2 separate regions of the Mus musculus genome follow, and region 2 is linked to region 1. Evidence: chromatin contacts called from public HiChIP or PLAC-seq data. All regions are on one chromosome and are shown on one strand. Each heading gives the region's core, a stretch centred on a gene start, on an enhancer-like site or on the middle of the called end of the contact. The rest is flanking DNA. Distances are from core to core; before and after follow the strand shown. Region 1 overlaps Atf2 (activating transcription factor 2). Region 2 holds the start of Atf2 (activating transcription factor 2).

Region 1 (5,263 bases), core at 2,702-5,201:
AAAAGCTAGAAATAGGAAAACTTTTCTTCCTATCCCAGACTATAATAATCTTGCATAAATTCTGATATTTAATCTTATGTACTAGAACTGCAGCTTGCACATTTTTCTTTTTACTGGTAGCTCAGCTCACTCTGGCAGTCTGTCACTGATGTAGCCTACAGCTGTAGGTAATGGAACATTACTCACTATGATAGCCAGACTTCTTCTGCATGGCAGTTACAGGGCAATCTTTATGAGCCAGAAGAAGCTGTTTCAGCTGGGCCACTTCATTTCTCAGCAGGGTGACTTCGCTCTGGAGAAGAAACAACTCACATGCTTTAGCAGCATTAGATAGACACATATTTTACTATTTAAAGAAAGCAAGGCTTACAGGATGAAAACTGGATCTCTTTGGCAGAACAATAAGGGACATATGCTGTTTAAATAAATTTAATCAGTATACACTGGTTTGCTTAAGCATCTATGTAAGTCTTTTAGTTTAAAAACTAAAATCATATGAATACCATAACTGGGTAGCCTTGCTCACTACTTGCCACGGGAATCGTATGCATTATAGGTTACTCACTGAAGAGCTCTTTTGTACATATGTCATATGCTCTTCTGATTATTTGAAAACTTAAAAATATCAATAATCAATGAATTTTCATTGATTCCATTCACCTTTTAAAAATTAAAAATGTATCCTGGAAATGTAATCATGCAAGTTCATACTTTAAAAAAAGAAATTACACTTATTCAAGACTCACGGGTCTTTATACTTATTGCTGAGCACTGTGCTAGGCACCAGAACCAGTGACAGTGCTGTTAAATGGGTTTGTTGCCTGTGATATAGGCATCTAAATTTTAATATCAGTGCTGCTCTGTCTTATTCCTTACAATAGAATGACTATTTTACCAACATTCATGAGTTAAGAAATACTATGGACCTAATAAATTAGTAACATTAAAAAAGTCACTATGAATATTTCTTCTCATTTAGATTTACATTAACTATAACCATCTAGGTTTCACCCATGAAACCCAAAGTATTAACAAATGCAAATATTTAAGAAGCTGGCATACATAAAATTGTAGGCACACAGTCTACTGACATCTCACTTTTTGAGACAGGGTATCAGTGCATCCCAGGTTTGCCTCTAAACTGTAGCAATCCTCCTGCCCTAGACCCAAGTGCTGGGATTATAATTCAGTGTGCATCACCAAACCCAACCTCTACCCTACCTCTTAAACTAGAAAGCTGAATGTGCTTTTAGCAAATTAGTGTTTAGGCCTTCCTAAAGACAAAACCACGAAAAAAAAAAAAGTCAAGCAATCTAAAAAATCAAGTACAAATAGTTTTCTACAGCCCAACAAAACTAGCAACACTGTATTAAAGCACAGAACACAATTTATGCTAGCATATCCCTAATCAGTAAGAGGTTAAAGAATCCTTAGACTACTGTACTTCAAAATTGATGGTAAGAGCTGGAGAGATGGCTTAGTAGTTAAGAGCACTGGTTGCTCTTTCAGAGGACGAGGGTTCAATTCTCAGCATCCACATAGCAGCTCACAACTGCATGTAACTCCAAGTCCAGGGTGATCTAACACTCTCTCATAGACAATATATGCAGGCAAAACACCAATGCACATAAAAAAAAAAGTATAGGTGGTTGTAGAATTCTCTCCAATAACCATGAATTCACTAGCACCGAGCTAGGTTGCCAGTACCTCTTGATCTCCCTCTTAAGTCTTAAGTCAAATTAGAGAGTAGTTGGTTACTACCAAAGTATGCATGTCACTACTGCATGATCAGGGTTATTGTGTCATGCTGTGGTACACAGGTATCACAGCTGGGTAAATTGTTGGTTGCCTCCTTCCTTTGGCAGCATGCATGGCGATTTCTGATATGAAAGCTAGTCTTCAGGGAAGGGGCACAGGTCAGTCCAAGCTGAGGGATCTCTGGGCCTTACTTCTTTTTTTTGTTTGTTTGTTTTTATGAATTATGTATGTGTGTGTGTGTAAATGTATACACACACACACACACAAACACACACACACACACACACACACACACACACTGTAGCTGTCTTCAGACACACCAGAAGAGGGCATTAGATCTCATTACAGATGGTTGTGAGCCACTATGTGGTTGCTGGGAAGTGAACTGAGGACTTCTGGAACAGCAGCAGTCAGTGCTCTTAACCACTCAGCCATCTCTCCAGCCCTACTTCTAAAGTGCACGGTGTCTTAGCAATACAAACTTACCTTCTACCTCTGGGGGCTTATCAAGGGCAACAGCAATAGATTGTATGTTTTGTGAGTCTCTTGGACAACAACTAAAAAGAGAGTATCTCATGTCTGGCATTGGAGGTTTTGTTAGGTGGTCTTTGGCTCTTGGAAGAAGCTTCGTCTGCCCAGATGAGAAAGGTTCATTAAAAGTGTATGTATATTCATGCATGGAATATTATAGTTTTTTAAGTTAAATTTTGGAAATAGATAATAGTATGACCAGTTGTGGCTTTTTCAGACATCTTTGTTATTTTACCCACCTTTCTTCTTTTGTATAGACCTGCCTCCCCTTTACTAAAGAGCATCCCTTTCCCACTTCCCCATCAGACAGCTTGTACACTGCTTTTTCCTTTCCCCTCCTCCTCTCCACCCGTTCTTCTGTATCAACCTCTCTGCCTCTCCTTAAGGAGCCCCCTTCTCTTTTTCATTTCCCTGATCAGATAGTTCACCTGTACTCTACTAATTCCTTCTCTTATCCATAAAGTCTCACCAACATGATTTTGTCCAAATGTGAGCTGAACAGGAATGACACCAATGAACATGCCAAACTAGATGGCTTGACCCCAAGGCCACAACCCTATATACACCAAGAACTACAGGTAACTGAGGTAAACTGGGAATGGGAGAGATGGTGTTCCTCAGGGAAGAATATGCCAACTGGTTGTCTAGTGTCAAAGAGTCAGTCTCAGCTGGGTGTGGTAGCGCACGCCTTTAATCCCAGCACTCGGGAGGCAGAGGCAGAGGCAGAGGCAGGCGTATTTCTGAGTTCGAGGCCAGCCTGATCTACAAAGTGAGTTCCAGGACAGCCAGGGCTATACAGAGAAACTCTTGTCTCGAAAAACCAAAAAAAAAAAAAAAAAGTCAGTCTCGAAACATACATACAGGTAGTATTAGACAGACTCAATAGGTTATATTTAGGAACATCTATGCATATACATATATGCATGAAGTAGTAATTTGTTGAAACAAAAAAAAGGTCATGAATTTGAAGGAGAGTTGGAAAGGGCATTATTCTGGATTTGGAGGGAGAAAAGGGAGAGCAAAGTATAAATAAATTATAATTTCAAAAAATTTTTAAAAAAGTTTTATTAGTTAAGAACAATAAAAAGAAACATTTAAATCACTTTGTTGATATGTAAGTAATAGTAATTGATATTCTATCAGGTTTGCAAAGAATAGTTTTCATGGTCTACACATAAATCAGTATATGTACAATGTTTCATTTCACTTAAATGAGAAATGAATTTTATTCTAAGTTTTTTAGTAAATTCATTTGTTAGGATGATAACGATAAAATTTGTAACTAAATTCTAGTATATATTTGAAGTTTATGTTGTTTAGTAAGTCATGAATAATCATTTTTTCATATTATAAGTTAGATGGCTAAAAATAAGTTTTGTAAGAGGCAATCAGTTCGTCTTAAAATAACCAAAACAATATGCAAAATGCAACAAAGGCTTCTAAGAATGTCTGTCTCACATATGAAAACTTGCTATAAAATTTAGTTTGGGTAAGTGCGATACAGGATGTTAAAAAGAGCTTTCTAAGTATTTTAACAATTTTATTTGTGACACTTTTAAGATAGATTTAAGAAACAAGTGCCCTGTTGTGGATAGCCCTGGGGGTAATTATATTTGATGTTAATCCCATTCTCCTGTAGAGGGGCTAAGAACAAGAAACAGGTCAGCACTCAGGTGATTTCCTGTAAACCTGCTTCCCGCCTTAATTTGTAAAATAAAGGAGAGTTGATGGTTGGGCAGATAAAAGGGAAGGTGAGGAGAAAAAGAAGAAGAAAATGGAAGAGGGAGAGGACGCAGAGGAGGAGGAAGAAGAAAAGTAGAGCAGAAGCACATGGCCTGGAGAAATCTCAAGTTCTAAGGAGTCTCATAGACGTGGAAGATGGAGGGTAGTGGTAGATCTGCCTAATCTAGGCGCACAGCATATATTCATAATAACTGAGTTTTGTTTTCACTGGAAATGGGTAATTCAAAAGATTGATCTACTCATATGTTCACAATACCAGCTACTTGGAAAGCTGAGACCGGAAGATCTTGAGTTTGAAGCAAGTTTGGGCAATTTAGCTCCCTATGCTAAAACTCAAAATTACTAAAGGAGGCACTAGTGGTAGACCACTGAAGCCCCAATTTCAACTTCTAGTCCTGTTGTTAAACACACAAAAACTTGACCTATATTAATAAACAACTACAATTTATTAATTTCTAGTTACTTGTTAGTTCAAAAGCTACTACTGGAGAATATTCACAATGTCAAAAGCAAAATGATGAAAACAGAATGAAAGAGATAAAGGAAGGAGGAAAGAAAGAAGGAGAGAAGGAAGGAAAGAAACACATTTGATGCTACCTTAATACTTTTATTAAAAATCTTACCCAAGACTTGAATGGAGCCTTAAAATCTTTATAACACATGAGATCCTAAGAAATGTATTTGAGGCACATCGGCAGGGCAGTATGAAATAATTTGTTATGCCACTGGCCGAATATTACCTATTTTGTGGATAATTAGAATCCTTCAGTTTCCAAAGCTGTCAATCTGGCTCCTTTCACATGTGCTAGTTACTTAAGAAAGAACAACAGAATTGTAATTCAAAGAAAGAAAGTAAAAAACTGCCATTGGAACAACTTTATGGTTAATATAAAGGTAAAATGACAAATAAACAGAACAAATAAACAAAAAATAGCGATTTTTAAAAAAAGTTTTGAACTTTATAAAGTTCAAGCAAGGTTATTACAGTATTTCTGTACCACACAACTAAACAGTTACACATAAAATTTCTTCATTGTGTCAGGGTTGAAAGTTTGGTATCACTTCAGGTCAGAATTCACAAGGTTTAGGAAACCATGGCTTACTACAGAGTCTACATATGTGTCGTATATATCATGTCCTAAAATACTTGCAGGATCATCTAGAAAAAACTATGTTCCTAGTCAGACAGCAGTGGTGCACACCTTTAATCCCAGCATTCAGGAGGCAGAGG
Region 2 (4,755 bases), core at 112-2,611, 66 kb after region 1:
ATAAGCCTTTATAAAGTCTTACCATTTGGGTGCTAGAGACCCAGGCCATTTGGCGCTAAATGAGTAGTATTCCTGGAACGGTTATTACTTGACAATGGCCAAGGGTTAAGAATTTCTTCAAACAGGACAAACTGAGCTCAGAACAGTCCGTGTTTGGTCAGATGTTAAAAACAGCATTACCTGCATCTGGTGTGAACGTGTCCCTAGTTTATAATCCCCAAGAAACTGTGACTTCCACAAGGTAAACTAGGTATTAGTCGATGGGCCTAGAGTCTATCATGAGTATCCCTTTTACTCAATTATACTGGTGGTAGTTTTACTCGACCTTCCCAGTTTAAGAGTCTCCATTAAAGAAGAGACAATTTTATAATACCTATGTGCATAAAAATAGTTCCCATCTCCTCCAAGGTCTGGTTCAATGAGTGAGCATCCCGGGGAGACATACACACATCTCTCCCTACCTCTCTTCCTTGTCCCTGGGGTAATAAAAGGCACAGATTATTTTCCTACAAAAGCTCTGCAGAACACCGGTCGAAGTAAATGGGGTGTGGGGGGGAATAGCAGAATCAACCTGCACCCACACCTCAGCCCCGCCCCACCTGGAAAGGGGGGGGTGGCGGCGGCGGGAGTGTGAGGGCGGCAGAAAGGACAGAAAAGGCCGAGACCACCAGCAGGTTCTCCATTACCATTGGCTCCATCACGTTCCACCGAGGCCAGAGACCCTTGCTTCCCAATCCTTCAACGCACCATCCCAAACCCTCGATCGCCCGAGTCCCCGGTGGGGAGCCCAGCGTGGGCCCTCTGGGCAGCGCGATCAAGGACTAGCGGCGGGGGTCTCCCCGACAGATGGGCGGATCCGAAGGGCGCCTCGGGGACCTCTCAAGTGACCACACCAGAGGAGAAGTCGGAGGGAGGGGTCGGAGAAGAGCCGTTATTCCTTCTCGCTCAGGCTTGGGAAAGCGCGCGAGGGAGGGGCCGGCCGGAGCCGCAGCGCGTTACCTAACGGTCCGGTCGCTCCGCCAGACCAGAGGCGGCAACGCGGCCACCGCCGTCCGTAGGGTTGGGGTCCACAGCAGGGGCGCAAAAGGGGTGGGAGGCGGGGGGTGGAGACTACAGGCAGCGACGTCGCCATGTTAGCACCTTCTTCCTCTGCATCCCTACAACCTCCAAGCCCGTGGCCCTTCCACCATTACTCACCTTTCCAGGTCACTAATTCATGGTCCTGCCAGCCACCCGCGAGCCCGGAGGCCGGCCGTGTTTACAAACTAGCCCCGGAGGAGAGGGCTGAATCGCACTTTAAAGGCCACGGGCTCCCACAGGCTTCCGTCCTCTCTCGCGAGATCCGACTGACAAACCTTCTCCCCGCCCCACTCCCGGCATCCCTGCCGCTTTCTTCTTGCGCCCCTCCCCTTCACGCACACGCCCCTTCCTGCTTTCCACCGAGGGAGCGCCCGCGGGTCAGGTGACTCCGTCGTGCCTCGGAAAAAGGGCGGGTCTTCAGGAGGGCGGGGGCGGGGAGGCGGGAACCAAAGAACACTCGGACGCGAGTGATTGGGCGAAAAGCACGAAAGGCGGGAAGCAGGTCCAAAGGGGCGTGGCCAAGGTGCCCAAGGACCGTTGTTTCGGTAACCAGGGAACTGCAGAAAGCTGTGATTGGCAGCCGTCGGGAGGCGGGCACGAGAAGCTGCACCGGATCTGGGGCGCGCGCGCAGGTGGCGGAGGAGCGAGCAGGAGGGCGTGGGCGGTGTGAGAGAAGAAAGGTGAGGTCGGGGAGCCTAAAGGAGCCCAGCCCTGGCGCCGGATGTCTCTGTCGTATTGGTTTCTGACTTCGCTAGGGATATGAGACTATGAAGGGAGAAGCGCTTCTGGACCACTCTCCGTGTACCGAGAAGCCAGAGCTGGAGAGAGAGCTACGCTTAAGGTTTTGGAGAGTCGGGGTTTGCCAGTCATCACCTCCGCCCCCATGTGCACACTGAAGCAAAATAAGTCAGCCCTGCGTAGAAAATAGAAACCTTTTCTTAGAGAGTTCTTTGTTCGGATTTTACTAAGCCAGAACTGGAGCCGATCTTCCCCACCACCCTATGTCAAGTATATGGTATATTACATACGAGTATGTTCAAAGGCAGTGATCAAAAGGAAATACACCGTCTTCCACCCCCATGTCACCATATTTTAAAACAAAGCAACGATCTTTTTCCTAGAGAAAAATTCTTGTAATTATGAGTGTTTCTTTTATCAAATTTCCTTTACTTAGTTAGATATAAAAATACAAATTTCAGGGACCGAAGAGATGTCTCAGCGGTTAACAGTACTGGATGCGAGCCGGGCGTGGTGGCTCACGCCTTTAATCCCAGCACTCGGAAGGCAGAGGCAGACGGATTTCTAAGTTCAAGGCCAGCCTGGTCTACAGAGTGAGTTCCAGGACATCCGCAAGTAACCCTTAAGCCGTCTATAACTCCACTTCCAGGGTACCTGACGTAGAATTAAGAAATTAATTAAAATTATTAATTTCAATAGAATCACTTCATTCATTTAAAGCTTAAGAGATCGGTATTAATTTTTTTATTTTTTTAAATTTTCGAGGCAGGGTTTCTCTGTGTAGCCCTGGCTGACCTGGAACTCACTCTGTAGACCAGGCTGGCCTCGAACTCAGAAATCCGCCTGCCTCTGCCTCCCAAGTGCTGGGATTAAAGGCATGCGCCACCACGTCCGGTTTGGTTAATGTTTTAAGGAGGACTAAAGGACGCCAATGAGAACCCAGCAGAGAAGAGGCATTCTTCCCACAATATTTTCCTTTGCTCTATAAATTGTAGTGCCAAAGAAATGCCTGTTAATGTAGGAAGTAGGTTTCAAAAAAACTAGGGGGCGGGGCGGGGGAAGGAACTGGACAGATGGTTAGGAGTGCTTGCTGATGTTGCAGAGCACCCAAGTTTAGTTTCCTATCACCACATACCTGCTCAGCTGCTCATAAAAGCGGGGTGGGGGTGGGGATCGGACAACCTCTTCCAGCCTCCGTGGGCATGTGGTGCACATTCGTTTATGCAGTCAAACACTCATACACACAAAGTAATGTCCTTAAAATTGGGGGCAAGAAGAAGGACGACTGATTAGTGTAATGACAATGAAAGAGACAGACCTTTACAGACCTTTACAATTCCATAACTGGTTCAGGTGCACTACTCCTAAACATACTTATTCCTACTGAAGATTTTGGTGCTTATTTTAGGGATGTTGGTTGTCCAATAAATATGTACAAGTTGCAAAATGTGATTAAGGCGCCTGTGAAATCTTGCACTGATTTTTAAAAAGCAAGCCTTTTTTTTTAGTATCATGCTTTTCCATTTGTTAAATGCGTATTTCTAATTTAGATTTATGAATACAATTCGTGTCTTTACATAAAATACACCCAATTTCTCCACGCCAAGTGAATCTAAAATTGTAAGTTTGTCTGGAATAGTATCTGAGAGTTAATGAGCCTGCCGTCTAATAATGATGCCTAGCATGAAAGTGAAATTGTAATGTCACTGGACCTTCTAATAGGTTGCTGGCCTGTATACATGTACGTGAGCCAACTCAATCTTCCTTTAAAACTAGCTTAATTACTTGAGAAACCTGAAAGAAACCAGATTATTAACACTGTCGGTTCTGAAGTTAGAAAGAAAGTACCATCTTGTAAACTTAGTAACAGTGCAGTAATGTCAATAGACTTGAACACTAATTATATCAGCAAGGTGTCAGCTGCTCATTACTGGTTGGAAGGCTAACAGACAAGAATATAGGCCTGCCAGATCATAAGTTGCTAGGTCCAGATGACTGTCTCTAAGATGCTGCTTTCCTCCAGCCGACAATATCTAACCCAAGGGGAAAAAAACCTAAAAATGTTAAAGCACTTCAAAAGAACTTTGTCCATTAGAATTGAGTTTTTACATTGCTTTTTCACCATGTATATTAAAACACTTTTTGTTTGTTTCTGTTTTTTACTATGTAGTCCTAACTGTCCTGGAACTTGCTCTGTAGACCTGGTGAGCCTTGAACTAACAGAGATCTGTCTGTCTCTGTCTCTGCCTCTGCTGGGTTATAGGTGTGTGTATACCACCACCAAGACCACCACCATCACCTGGGTAAAAATGGAAATTCTTGTCTCCAGATTGATTTATTTTCATCTCAAGTGACAGTAGCTTTGGCATTAGATTTTCTGCTATCAAGTTATTATCTATATCAAGATATTATCTATATCAAGTTATTATCTATATCAAAATAGTATCTATATCAAGTTATTATCTACACCTGGTACTGTTAGATCTCAAACCCAGCTCTCCTAAGCTAAATGTCTCCAGTCTAGGGGCAGGGCTGCCCTCCCCTATATAATCCAGCCAAAGCCTGTGGCAGGTAGGGACTGAGGGATACTGAAAGAGCATGGTGGCCAGGTCCACTGTAATATGTTACATAGGCACCTCAGTTAGCTCTCTGTCCTAGGTTTGATGCCTAGAAGTACTAGAGGAACATGTGATTCTAAGGAAAATATTTTCAGAATTCTTTTATATAAGCAAGGAATGTGATTTTTTTTCTTTGTTTTGAACTTTCGGTTTTAGCTAACTCTAAAGATGCCTAAAGTGAGAAAAAACAAACAAAGGAGATCTACGTGGAGAGCAGATCCAGTGCAGTGTCCTTACTTAGGCCTGGTGGCAGGCCAGAGGTACACAAAGGCACTCCTTTACCTCTGGGCTATAACAGCCCTTTTACCATAGCTTTCCT

What was found. HiChIP or PLAC-seq counts read pairs in DNA pulled down with a chosen protein or histone mark.
Region 2: an H3K4me3 HiChIP or PLAC-seq map of embryonic stem cells shows a contact between it and region 1, with 30 read pairs. The contact joins the promoter of Atf2 here to the enhancer-like site in region 1. A contact is called at or near these places in 4 of 484 Hi-C or Micro-C datasets (brown adipocytes, embryonic stem cells, granulosa cells and 1 more), 5 of 115 datasets of contacts at active chromatin or transcription factors (the SCID.adh cell line, bone marrow-derived macrophages and embryonic stem cells) and 2 of 9 other capture datasets (adipose tissue and pancreatic islet).

Annotation. Positions count from the first base shown.
Region 1 is chr2:73,823,015-73,828,277 of GRCm38.p6, forward strand. It overlaps Atf2 (activating transcription factor 2), which reads right to left. Exons shown (of 15, transcript NM_001025093.2): 14 at 187-292. Among named protein-coding and RNA genes, the nearest start is that of Chn1, 50 kb to the left of the region's middle. Within about 2 kb of position 3,952, at least 2 of the 459 cell types and tissues checked have an H3K27ac peak or open chromatin away from gene starts, as enhancers often do. A contact at or near this core is called in embryonic stem cells, where this site is marked.
Region 2 is chr2:73,891,278-73,896,032 of GRCm38.p6, forward strand. Atf2 (activating transcription factor 2) reads right to left here and starts at 1,362. Exons shown (of 15, transcript NM_001025093.2): 1 at 1,198-1,362. Gm10822 (a long non-coding RNA gene) reads left to right here and starts at 1,131. Exons shown (of 3, transcript XR_003953852.1): 1 at 1,131-1,462; 2 at 1,634-1,760.